Regions from separate parts of the Columba livia genome. Here region 1 is linked to region 2. Evidence: chromatin contacts called from public Hi-C data. All regions are on one chromosome and are shown on one strand. Each heading gives the region's core, a stretch centred on a gene start, on an enhancer-like site or on the middle of the called end of the contact. The rest is flanking DNA. Distances are from core to core; before and after follow the strand shown.

Evidence for each region. Hi-C and Micro-C count contacts between places; a contact is called where the count stands out from the background.
Region 1: a Hi-C map of crop shows a contact between it and region 2, with 1.7 times the contacts expected there. The contact joins the promoter of CREB1 here to the enhancer-like site in region 2. A contact is called at or near these places in 2 of 2 Hi-C or Micro-C datasets (crop and liver).

The regions. Positions count from the first base shown.
Region 1 is chr7:36,763,243-36,769,492 of bColLiv1.pat.W.v2, reverse strand. It overlaps CREB1 (cAMP responsive element binding protein 1), which reads left to right and starts at 3,558. Exons shown (of 8, transcript XM_065069409.1): 1 at 3,558-3,792.
Region 2 is chr7:36,724,874-36,730,931 of bColLiv1.pat.W.v2, reverse strand. No RefSeq gene overlaps it. Among named protein-coding and RNA genes, the nearest start is that of METTL21A, 12 kb to the right of the region's middle. Within about 2 kb of position 4,516, at least 2 of the 3 cell types and tissues checked have an H3K27ac peak away from gene starts, as active enhancers do.

The DNA.
Region 1 (6,250 bases), core at 2,309-4,808, 40 kb before region 2:
TCCACACACACGGCAGGGAACGGCTGTGTCCCCGGCTCAGGAGGGAGGATTTCCCCTCCCTGGCTGCTCCATCAGTGGAAGAAACGTGATCCTGCTCCGGCAGGATGGTGCGGTAGCGGGGCTCCATATTTCAAATGGCAGGGGTTAAGCAAAGTGGCCAATTTCCTTGGGCTAATTGAGCATGCAACCTGACTGCTTGTAAAGCCTGTATTTGGCTAGGAAGATTTATTACTTTTAGCAATGATGAATGTCCAAGAGCAGTGAGGGCAGACCTGAGCTGCAGTTCATTAGCTTTAAGTGGGATGATGTTGAAAAACCATCTCTATTTTTGGTTACTTTGTTCTGAGTTAACTGTGAATTTAGACCTGCTTCTCTAATAAAGTGCTCAAGGAGTCCGGTGAATCTTGTTCTCTGTGGCAGATACTGAACCTGTAGGGTTTTGTCCTTATCCTGATGAGTAAGCAGTTTTCACTGGTCCTGAGAGGCTGTGACATGATAGAAAACTGCTCTGTATGGGAGTTTGAAGTTGAGTCTCCATCCATCTCTGAAGCAGACACCGGAATGGAAGACTGACATGCCTTTGTCATGGGGTTTCACAATAACGCCTTTTTATTAGCTTCATCTTCTCCTCAGAAAGTCCTCATCAGTTTGGTGCTTTGTCTCCACTTTTCCCCCTTTCCTTGGGAAAATACCCATTAGTGAATGTAGCTGCGAAGCCCCAGAGCATGCCCTGCTTTCTTTGCTCCCCAGCAATACTTGTTTAATGTCACACTTGTACAAAACACCCTGTCTCTGCCCCTGCGCTTGTAAGACCACACCGGTCCTCTAGAAATTTGTCAGCAAGTATTTGATGCTGAAATATTATTTCGTTATAAATCATTCCCAGAGGTGGCTGTGGCCGGTAAAAAGTACCTTTGTGTCACTCTCTTTACAGTGGTGTGTAGACTGAGTTCTGAAAATGCATGTGTATCTGTGTTCCCACAATAAATATTATCTCACATGCTACCAGTGCCAGCAGTGTCGACGGCTCCAGATTGCAACATATGCACGAAGTGCAAACCTTTCTTGATCTAAATGTCACCCGTTAGCCTCTATGAACCCTGTCAACAGGCAATCAACCTGCAGTGCTGTATGCAAGGAGTTCACCGCCCAGGGTAACCAGCCTGGAAGCTGCAAAGCTAATGAATCAGCCTCTGAAACTTAATTGTAAGAAAAGTAATTAATCTTGCTGTGTTTCACTCATCATCAAGCAACCTTTCGCTGATGAAAGAAAAAACTGCTGAGCATTCCAGTTCACTCCCCAAGTCAACTTCTCCCTGTTGGACTTTGTGGGTAATTGGCACATCATTATTGTCCGATTTTCTACAGATTCCCCAAGAGGCAAGGGTGACAGGAACTCGGGCATAGATATTAGTGAGGGAAGGGGGTTTTGCAGCTCAGACTTTCACTCCCACTCCCAAGAAAGCTTCAGTTTTGCCTAGTGTCCCCGTCTTGCTCAGACCTGGTAAGAGGCAAAAAAAAACCCTAGAAAACCTGTAAGGGAAGGAGAAAAGTTTAAAACGGCCATCAGAAGGTTTCCCAGCAGTTGTGCGTGAGATGTCAGAACTTTGATATCAGAACCGCTCCTTGAAATGCAGGAGTTTTAGCAGACTTGAAAATAACTTCCAAAAATGATGCCAGCTGTACACTGCAGATAGGGCCGGGCATGAGCCAAAGGCACAGGGGAATCGCTCTCTGTACCATCTCTTGTAACTTTTGACGGCACTAAATGAAACTCAGCCTAAGTAAAATCAGTTCAACTTTCTCGAGAAAACAAGACTTGATAAGAGCAAAACTAACTGGAACCACACACCGGTGTAATCCGATGTGGTGCCTGCAGCAGTTCTGGCCTCCCAGCGGTGTCTCACTGGGTGGCTGTACCAGGCTGGCTGCAAAAACGAACCGGATTTGGAGCTTCAAATCTTGTTATGTAGTGCCATCTTGAGGATTTGCAAAATGACGTTATTCAAGGCTATGTGTGGCTTTTATCTGGTTGTAGTTCGAGAAGTTAATTCTTCAAGGTGAACGCTCAGCTGCGTTCGCTGTGTTTGAGAACCGTACAAGATGGGGCTGGACTCACCCAGCTGGAGCACTGCCCGCCCGTTCTCTGCTCCATGGTGGCATCAACTCCTCACAAAACCTTACCTAGAAAAGGTTCACTTGTCCAGTATTTAAAACCCCCAGCGACAGACACCACGCTGCCGCTGCAGATGAGGTTGAGGGCCACAGAACGTGGCTGCTCCTCTTCTCCAATGAGACAAAACCCATATCCCATTGAAACAGAGAAATAAACTTAACAGCAGAGTCAATTATACTGTTAAGCGGCATTCTTTATTCTATCAGCACTGGGGAACACTGGGGATCATCCTCCATAAGCGCTCCAAAGACTGGATGCTCTTGCGTTGCTTATATTCCCGTAATTATTACACATGCATTACAATTTTTTAAAATCTTGACATGCAATACATCAATACTAAGAAATATTTGATATTATAGTTGGTTAGTTTCTTACATCTATTAATTATTAGTTAAATATAAACTAAGCACTCTGCTTCTAAACAATGTATTACTTAGTCTTCTGTCAGAAAGCATTTATCCTGTCATTTGGTTAATGATGGGTACGTCTTTTGTAACTTTATCACAGTATACATTAATTTAGCAGCTTCTCTTCAATTGCCCTGCCCTGTCACGATGTCTCTCCACGCTGAGCTGAAGCACAGGACTGGTGCCATGGGTGCAAACTGCTGCCTTGGCCACCGCTGCTCTGAAAATCACGAATTTACAGCTTGGGTGGAGGCTGGTTGCTCGGGGCTGGGGGATTTCATGGGGATATTCGTGTCAGGATGGAGCAGCCGTCACTGGTGCCTGGTTTTGGGGAATGGGATGGGAGTCACAGCCCGGAATGAAAAACAGGCGGTAGAGGAAGGTTTAGAGCAGCGACCTGGCAGACACAAGTGCTTCGCCACGCAGTAAATGGATGGTGGGGACTCCAGGCAGCCGGCGAGGCACCAAGGAGCGCCAGCATGGCTGCACTGTGGTCGTGCTAGTGAAGACAAGGGGCTGTTGGGTCATGAGCTGACAACCGGGTGCCTGAGGAAAGGGGTCAGCAGAGCACCCCGGGGCGGGCGGTGGAGCTTGCGGGGCCGGGGTCAGCAGCTTCCCCGGGGTGCCGGTGTGTACGTGGGGACCTGCTTGGTGAACTCGGGGGACGCGGCGTCCTCCGCGGACCCGGCGCTCGGGGGCGGCTCGGCCGTTTCCGTGAGCGCTCGGGGCTTTCCGGCCTCCTCGCCCCCCATCCCGCGCTCGGCGGGAACGGGTGTGGGGTGCGCGCCCTCACCCGCCCCCGCAGCCCCGTTCGGAGCTTCCCGGGCGGAAGCGCCGTTCGCGCCTTCCCGCGGCCGCTCGGCTCCTTCCGCCCACCCAGCGGGGCGCTTCGTTCGTTTCCGCGGCCGCTCGGCTCTTTCCGCAAGAGCCGGCGGCGCGCTCGGCCGTTCCCGCCGCCTGCTGGGCGCTCGGTGTTTTCCGTGAGCGCTCGGCGATTTCCGTGCGGGCCGCGGCGCGCTCGGCGCTTGCTCCCTGGCTGGCGCTCCTCAGTCGGCCGCTGCCTGCCTGTCGCCGGGCTGGGAGCGCCTGTGTGTGTGAGTGACGCGGCGGAGGTGTAGTTTGACGCGGTGTGTTACGTGGGGGAGAGAATAAAACTGCGGCGAGATCCTAGGCGCGAACGAAAGCAGTGACGGAGCAGCCTGGTAACCGGTAAGAGGAGGAAGGCGCCCAGCAAACAGGGGCGGGGGGGAGGGAAGGAAATGGAGCCCGGCGGGGACCAGGGGAGCCGCCGGGCGGCAGGACGCGGGGGCCCGGCCTTGCACCGCCCGCGGGAGGGGCGCCCGCTTTAAAGATGGAGCCGAGCCCTGCAACATCCCCGCCGCCGCCGCGCCGCGAACAAAGGATAATGGCGGATGGGAGCCGGCCCCGGCGGCGGCCGCCACGGCCGGGCGGCGGCGACTCTGGCGGCAGCCAGCGGCGGCGCTCACCGCGGCGGGGAAGGGGGATCGCGCCCCCCGGCCCCAGGAGGAGGCGGCGGAGGAAGACGACGAGGGGGGGAGCGGCGGCCGCGCACCCACCCGCGCCCCCTCAGCGGCGGGGCGCCCCCTCCCCGCCCCTCCGGCTGCGCTTCGGGCCGCTTCCCCGCCGCCCCTCCGCCTCACCCCGGCGCTGCCCGCCCCGCTCGGCGGCGGCCCCCGGCTGCGGGGCTCCGGGGAGCGGGGCGGGCGGGCAGCCCTCCTGCGGGGCCGCCGCGGCCCCCGCGCCCGCGGAGTTTCGCTTCCCCGGTGACCCGGGTGCGCTGTATAAATAAATAAACCAACTCTTCGCCGTGATGGAAACGAGTGCTTGGGGTGCTCCTAGGAGCTGTAACGAGGAGTTTTTTAATAAAATCTGTGCACAGAAGCTCGGGCCAGCGCTTGGTCTGGTGGTTTACTTCTATTTGCAGCGCGGGGCACGGCCGTGCGAGGCGGCTGTGACAGGGGCCGTGGTGCTCGGTCACCCAACACCGCGCTCCGGGGACACCGCGCAGGGAACAGCTTAGAGCCCGGTGCGCAGATCACGTAACAGACATACGGTTCCTTTTTGCTGTCTTATTCCTTTCCTATCAGTATTTTTAACCCAAGAGTGAACTTGAGCCTGGCCGCGGCTGGTAAATCTCTGTTCAGGATTTGCTTTAGCCAATTTTTCCACAGACTCTTAGGTGCTGCACGACCAGCAGGATTTGACCTCTCTCCCTGCTTTAATAGCAAATGTCAGCTCAGCTGCCTTTTCCACCCTACACCAGCCTTGCCTTGCAGCAGCTGTGGGGCTTTTTTTCCCATTTTGTTGCCTAGAATAGAAGACGTTATTTGGACTTCATTTCCACTCTCAAAACCTGGATATCTGCATTTTTGTTTACAGTAATAAGTAAAAGTGATGTGGCAATCTTCTTAAAAGAACTTTTAACCAACCATCGTTACACCTCTCAAATGTATACAAGGATTAAAAAAAATTATAGGTCATACGACTTTTCTTTCTGAAAAAAAGGTTAGATCTTTTGTTTGTTTGTTTTCCTCTCCTTCTTAAGTATTGAAATGCCTGCACATAATCTGCTTCTGGAGTAACACCTCTCATTCTTTTTTTTTCCTGGAGTTAGAAACAAGGTTTCTATTTCTTAAATAAGGGGCTGGAGACTTACTTAGGAATATCAGCCAGCTCTGTTTAGTCCCATTGTGACCACCAAACACTTTCAGAATACAGGAATTTTGAGACTCTGCTTGCTTCAGCAAATGTGGATTGTTACAGTAAAATGTGAAGTCGCTGAAGTTTTTAATCAAGATGGGTATTTGTGATTCACATGTATGTAGGCGTGTCCCTCCGTGTATGTGAATTTCTGTTTTGTGTCACTTCCACCACTTCTTTTGAAATCAAGGCCAAAGGTGCTCTCTACATCGCTTCACTCTGAATAATACCAACATGAGAAGAAGGTTTCTAAAGTTGTAATTGATTAATAGACATCTGAGGACTTCAGTAAGCAATGTAGTTGTTGAGAGTGATTAAAGATAATGGCGTAGTTGGTGTATTTCATTCATTCTTGGTTTGATGGAATATTTACTTCATTTTAAATATAAAAATGTGACAGTAAATCCTTGCTTGTTTTTTTTGTAGCTTTAGAAACACAACATTTAATTTTATCTTATTTCATAAAAGAGTAGAAGATTGTCCGATTCGTATTTTCAAACAAAGATCTCTGCATTTCCTCACCAGCTTTGTATCTTCACAGATCAGAGGAAAAGGGAGCAGACAGGTGGTTGTGTATTTGCTAATCGTCACTTACAGGTGACCTAATGTGAAATATTTGCATGTAGGAAATAGGAGTTTAGTAATTTTTAATGCTTTAATATCACTGATAGAACATCAGTATTTAGATTAGTACTCTCAGCTTTGTGTATGGATCTACAATAAATGATCTGAATCCAGTATATACATTTTTTCCTCCCATACTCGTGGTGATAAGGGTGTCTGCTACCCTGACTGAAAAAAAATACATGTGAAAGTAAAGAGGGGTCTGCTGATACAGGAAATTTAGAAACATCTCATTTAGACTGTCAGGTCATCAATCTGTCTGTTTCCTGGAAGCCTGCACCAGCATAGCTATTGCTGGTACTGATGTCAAATATAAAATATT
Region 2 (6,058 bases), core at 3,267-5,766:
GCATTTTTATTTAAGCAGCGATTTCACCAGAATCAGGTAGTTGCCAGCACCGTTGCTTGTATCTGAAAGCACAATTTTAGCTCGTCGGGACTGTACAGACACATGCAGGTCCTGGCTCTTCTGTAGTTGGTGTTTGCGTTGCAGAGCGCTGGCTTCTCTGGTACTTGTAGGTTGATCAGAAAATTGGTGGGGTGTTTGGGATCATTAAGAGGCTCAGGAAAACTAAAAAAAAAAAAGATTTAATAAGGAAAACCAGCCCTCATAGTTTCTGATCAAAATTTGTACTGCTCTTGTGGTTTTTAATCTGGGCTTCCAGTAGACTGCAGCTGCAAGTAGTCATCTGTTAGTGAAAACTGGCCTCTGCTTTTTTTAATAGGTTTTTAATTTATGACAGCCAGCCAGTGCTCTTTGTGGGTTAAAATAAAGACAAATCTCCCCATCAAAGCAAGTTCATTATCAGTGGTTGCAAATCTATGACAATTCACAGAGGATTTCTTTGGTTTTCTAAGACTCTGTTTTTAGTAATTTTTTCACCCCGAAGCTGGTTAGTGATGTAACATTTGCCAATGATCTAACCAAAAGGTCACGTATTTATTTTCGTTACACTATATTCTTTGTAAATGTTTAATTAAAACGTGCACTTTTAAGAAAAGAAAAGAGAGCAATTTTTGCTTAAGGAGCTCCCTGGCGCAATTGTTGCAAATCCTGCTGCCTGCACACAATTCAGTCCTCTCCTCACAGTTGACTCCCCCGCACATTTAACTTGCTGATCAGCACCTGGCGTCCAGCAGGCGTTACTGCAAAGTGGCAGGAGGCTCGAACTGGCAGGACCGAAGGCTGGAAAGAATTAAGTGTGTGGTGTCTCCGAGCAGCGTGTACAGGATGGATGGGAAATTATTTTTAGAATAGAACTAGTTCAGTGACCCCAAGTGGCGAAGGGAGGTTAATTTGGAAGGAAGGCGAAACTATTTTTCAGTCACTTTATTCCCCTTTTCTTAATCTGAGATTTGGCTGCAGGTTTCACAAGCTGCATTCCAAGAAAAGAAATCGAAAGGCTTTCCCTTTCTTTGACACCAGGAAGTAAAGGTACATTGACAATGTGTCGCTCTGCTTTAAAAGGTAAAAAAGAGCACAACCACCTTTCTTTTGCAGCAACAATGATAATTTAGCTATAACCCTGAGATCTGTCACTGTGAGCAGGTTTAAAAAGCGTACAGTACACTGATGGTTCTCTGTACTGTGCCTGGGAACTCATTTCCCCGAGCTTTTGAATTTGCTAGTTGTAAAAGACACTGATTTTGCAGAAACGTGAATGTATTGCGGAGCTCAGTTGGTTTGGGAGGAGCCAGACTGATGAAGAGAACAGGGTGCTGAAATCCTACCTACTGTGTGCTTGTGACAGGTTCAGGTCTGTGGATGGATTTGGCTTAAATCCGTGCATCTTTGGGGAAAAGGGACCAGATCCAGTTGGAAAAGAGGGTTTGTGTTTCAAGTGGTTTTGCCTCGGAATGTGTTTTCAACATGTATTTAAGCTCTAGCCCACAAGGAGATTCACTTGGGCTTGTTCGCGTAGCACAAATTGAAGACAGTGACCTGTTTGCATTCTGGTACTGCCAGTGCAGTTTGTGACTTGCTGTGTCGCCTCAGCTTTATATTTCTCTAAATTAGGGGATAGCTGAGTTGAGAGCATGGGGAAGGAAGAACTCGAGCCAGGTAGTTATCTGGAAATGTCCACTCTTACGAACTAACGATGTTCGGATGCTCTCTACAAGTTGCGTTTTATCCAGGTGCCACTCCATTTTTTTGTGTGTATGTAATTACATTTATTTATATTAAAACATTAATTTTTAAAAAATTTTAGAACTTCGAGTTTGTATGAGATTTGAAACCGTGCTGCTTATATGGACTTGTAGGGATGGGATGGGGAGCGGGACAAAAAGAGGTGCTAGTTGGCAGCCAACCCCTGCACGGACTTGTCCACAGATCGGTTGCTCACTTCAAGAATTAGTTATTTCTACTCTGGATTTATAATTAGAAATTGTTTTGGAACAATATTCTTCAGGGAAGCTTCCAGAGCGAGGGTTATTAGTCTCCCTTTGGAATATAAGCTGGAAAGAGTAAGTTCACCTCATCTGCATTTCTGATTCTTTACCCAAACCATGTCAGCACAGAACAGGGTATTTAAGCTCGACTCCCACATAACTTGTGGAAGTTAAAAGACTAAATGAAAATCCATTATTGGGGGGGGGGAAATAAATTCTTATTTACATTTCCCCAAAAATCTAGAAACATCCCTGTCGTGGGTTTTGTTTTGGTTTTTGGTTGGTTTTGGTTTGTTTTTGTTTTTGTTTTTTTTTACTTATTTTTTTGTGCTTTATCTGTGTTTAAAAAAAATGTACTGGGTTATAATGCATTTTATTAACACTATGTACATATTAGCTGCTTTGTGTTTCAGAATGGTAGTAATTGCTTTGTATATTAAAGTGATTCTTGTGAATTTGTGAATTATTGTCATAAAGAAGTGTTTTTTCTTACTGTAACCTTTGTGGTATAAACTGTCATAACTCCCTTTTTACACAAACATTTATGTGCAGTCACATAAACATGCTTTAAAAAACTCTATAGAGTCTCTTTTTTGAGCAGGATGTTCCATTTATGCTAATTGAGTGGCAAATGGTAGATAGATAGGGATGTGGGAGAAGGTGTATTTTAAGAAGACTCTAACAATCTGAGGCCTGCTGTAGGTATTCATGAGATATTTTCCCCGAAGGAGAGGTTTTTAAATCCCAATTACGTTGAATTAGATTAGTGAGAAGTTAGATCCCGAAGAACAAAGTTTCTCTTCCACTTCTGATATTGTTAAACCTGCTTTCCAGTATTCATTCTGGTGGCAATTAGTTCTGTTGTTTAATGATGTCTGAGAGACTTTTCACAGTTCAAATGTTCTTTTTTTACCCACTTTTAAGCATTCCTGTAAACCACGGTGTTAATAACAGAGCAGAACAGAAGGCAGCAAACCCTGCAAGGATCACAACCCGGTTACATCATTTGCAAGGCTGGATCTAAACCCTGGGATGAAAGCCAGGAGGAGAAATTCAGCACTGAGCTAAACACACCTCCAGTGAAACCAAGGGGAGGCAGTAAGGTCAGCTCATTATGGCTGGGATTTTGTGGTTTTCACAACTGAGTGTTTTCATAATACCATTCATGTCGTTGCTCAGGAAAACGTGTATCTCAGTAATGAGGGAGAGTCCCGAACAGGAGTTAGTCCATGAGTTAAAAATGCAGTTTGGCTTGAATTTCAGACTGAAAGAATCTGGTAACACAGATCGCTGTGCAGTCAGTAGATCAGCTGGTAAACCTGATTCTTGTGACACTGCTGCACCTTGAAGCTCTTAGTCTGTAACATACAGAGCTGAATTTCATACTCTGTCTTAATATTAATCAAACATCACTTCAGTTGCAATGACATTTTAGAAGTTGGTTTCCTTGCAGAAGGGCATGTTTCAGGAATGGTTTCACAATCTCACAGCATGGTGACGTCTTACCTGGTCACTTCCCCACGACTTGGATCCTCTCCCTAGGGTGAGTATTTTATTTCTCAAGACACACTTTCTCTATTGCCCCACTACCCAGGGACCCATTCCCAAACACATCCTCCCTGCAGATGACTTCACATCATCTGTTACAAAACAGGACTGATGCAATGGAACCACCCAAAGGAGAGTGACGCTGACTTCTCTAGCGCTGGGATGACCAAGGTGAGAGAAGGAAGCACCTTCTGCAGGGCAGGGTCTTGGCTTAATTGCCAAACAGCTGCTTCAACACTGACATGCATCTGATGGCAGTGCAGCAGCTCACCCAGCAGCAGTGAGAGATGTCCCCTTGAGGGGGTGCCCCTTGCTGAGCTCTGCAGGTCAGGGGCAAGACACTCACCTGAGCTGCCAGTGACATCTCACGTTTTTCTCCACAAGTATTTACTTATGGGCAGTAGCATTGCTTCAGCCTTCCAATGTACTCCTAGGGTTTGCATACAGCTGCTGTGCAGCTGTTACACAGCAAAAGAGGCCAAGGCACACTCCTGCTCTTACGGGAAGGCGACAGGCAGTGGAACAACAGACACTGAAAGCTGCTCAACAATTAGAAAGGTATGCAATTAAACTGTAGTGTTTTAAAAGTACAAAACTTTTCCTGTCGTCGAAGCAAGGCCTGGAGCAAAGCCTCCTTGAAAGTGTGTAGGTTGCTGCAGTACGATTTATTCTGCGCTACACTGGGCTTTATTCGGTGCTATTTAAGCAGGCTTTTAAAGCGTGCTTCTACAGCTGCCAGTATTGCGAGCTGCAGCCTTTTGCAAGCACCAAGCACAGCCGGGCAGCAGCTTTCCCCACACGGCCCGTCACATGCGCTCACAAGCCCAAGCACCAGCACGCTGCTTTCTGCCAGCTCCAGCCTGGCACATCCACTGAGCACAGGCAAGCTCAGAGACAAGGAAACACCAGAGGGGACGAAAAGGAAGAGGAGCGGTGAGAACTTACAGCCACACTCTGAAAACTAGAGCCAGAAAGAGAGTGGGGAGAGCTCCTAATACTTTTCAACCATTGCTCAGCCAGTTGATACAACAGGAAAGCCATGTCTGGTGCATTAAAGCTCATATCACGCTCTGGTTTTAATTAAAAGTATTGTCTTCCTTCCTTCAAAGGGACTTCAACTCTGGTTTCAGACTGCATATTCCCAGCCAGCTGCCTAAATACTGTTTTAGTGACACCATGTGGCTTCTGAGGATACTGTTGTGAGTGTTCTAAAGCAGCAACTCTTCGAGCTGAGTCCAGAGCCAAGCAAGGAACTAAGCTGAAAACATGGAGAGGATGAAGCACAAGACCTCTGGGTCTCATTCATGGGAGCTGTAATGTTAAATGTGTCATTTCCAGATTACAGTCTCCACATCACTTCTGGACCACAAACCCCTTGCATCTTTTCCAGTTAAGAAGTTTGATGGAAGCAGAAGTGATAGAGCTCCTAACGTCCATGACCCAAAGCAGCTTCTGGTGTTGCTGTCGCCAGTGCCAAAGACATGGACACGCTTAAAGCCCTGACCTGAGCTTTGTAAGTTAAGTTTAAAAAAAAATTCCACATCCACCAAAAAAAAAAGTACTGTAGCAATTCCTGCATCTAGAAGTCCATTGTTTCCACCAGTTTCATTCTTCCATCACTAGGAAGAGAAGGAAGCCTGCTGCTGGTGCAAACCCAATTCCAGCCTGCAACGCATCTTTCCCAGAGCTGTTTTTACAAGCTCAAGGTATGAAATCAGTTACTTAGAACAGCGTCTACCACACTGCACAGAAACCTAGACACTGCCCCAAGGTCCCAGGTAATACAAGAAGAAGTATAAATAACAGCTCTCAGAGACAGAGCGAGCCACAAACAAAGGCAGAAAGTAAAACATTATTTAGCGGTACTTTGAAAGTTAAAGACTGATTTGATATTTAAAGAACGGCTCAAGTCTCCGTGTTTAACTTGCCCTGCTGGCACATGTGCACGTGTATCTGCTCCATAGAGCCGTGACCTCCGCAAGGGAAAGTTATGGTGTTAGAGACAACCCAAGAACCACGACTGCTTCGGTACTGCAGACAGAGGCTCCATGCTTGCAAGTCAGTTAAAAACACCACTGATTTCCAAGCTGGCTTACTGTGCAATACTGATTCGTAACACAGCCCTCTACCCCCAGATCTTGTTATTTTTTCCATATGCCTCTTCAATTTATCAGTGACAGCAACAGAACAACTTTACAGCAGCTGCCTTTGTTGGTTTTGCTCTTTTAAGTGGCTTCTTTTACTACAATTTTTGAGATGCAGAAGGCCTGAAGAGTTCAGGCATTTAGAGCTAGACTCTTAGCTTATATTTCATCCACTTTTCTGGAGTTAAGGAAGTGATAAGGGGAAAAAAAACACTCTAAGTTTCCCACAGAAATTAAGTGTAGTTTGATTTTAAACAACAGATCTTTTGATGACATTTTTGATGCCTGAAGATTTCTGGAACTTAAACCAGTTTCAGAAATTAC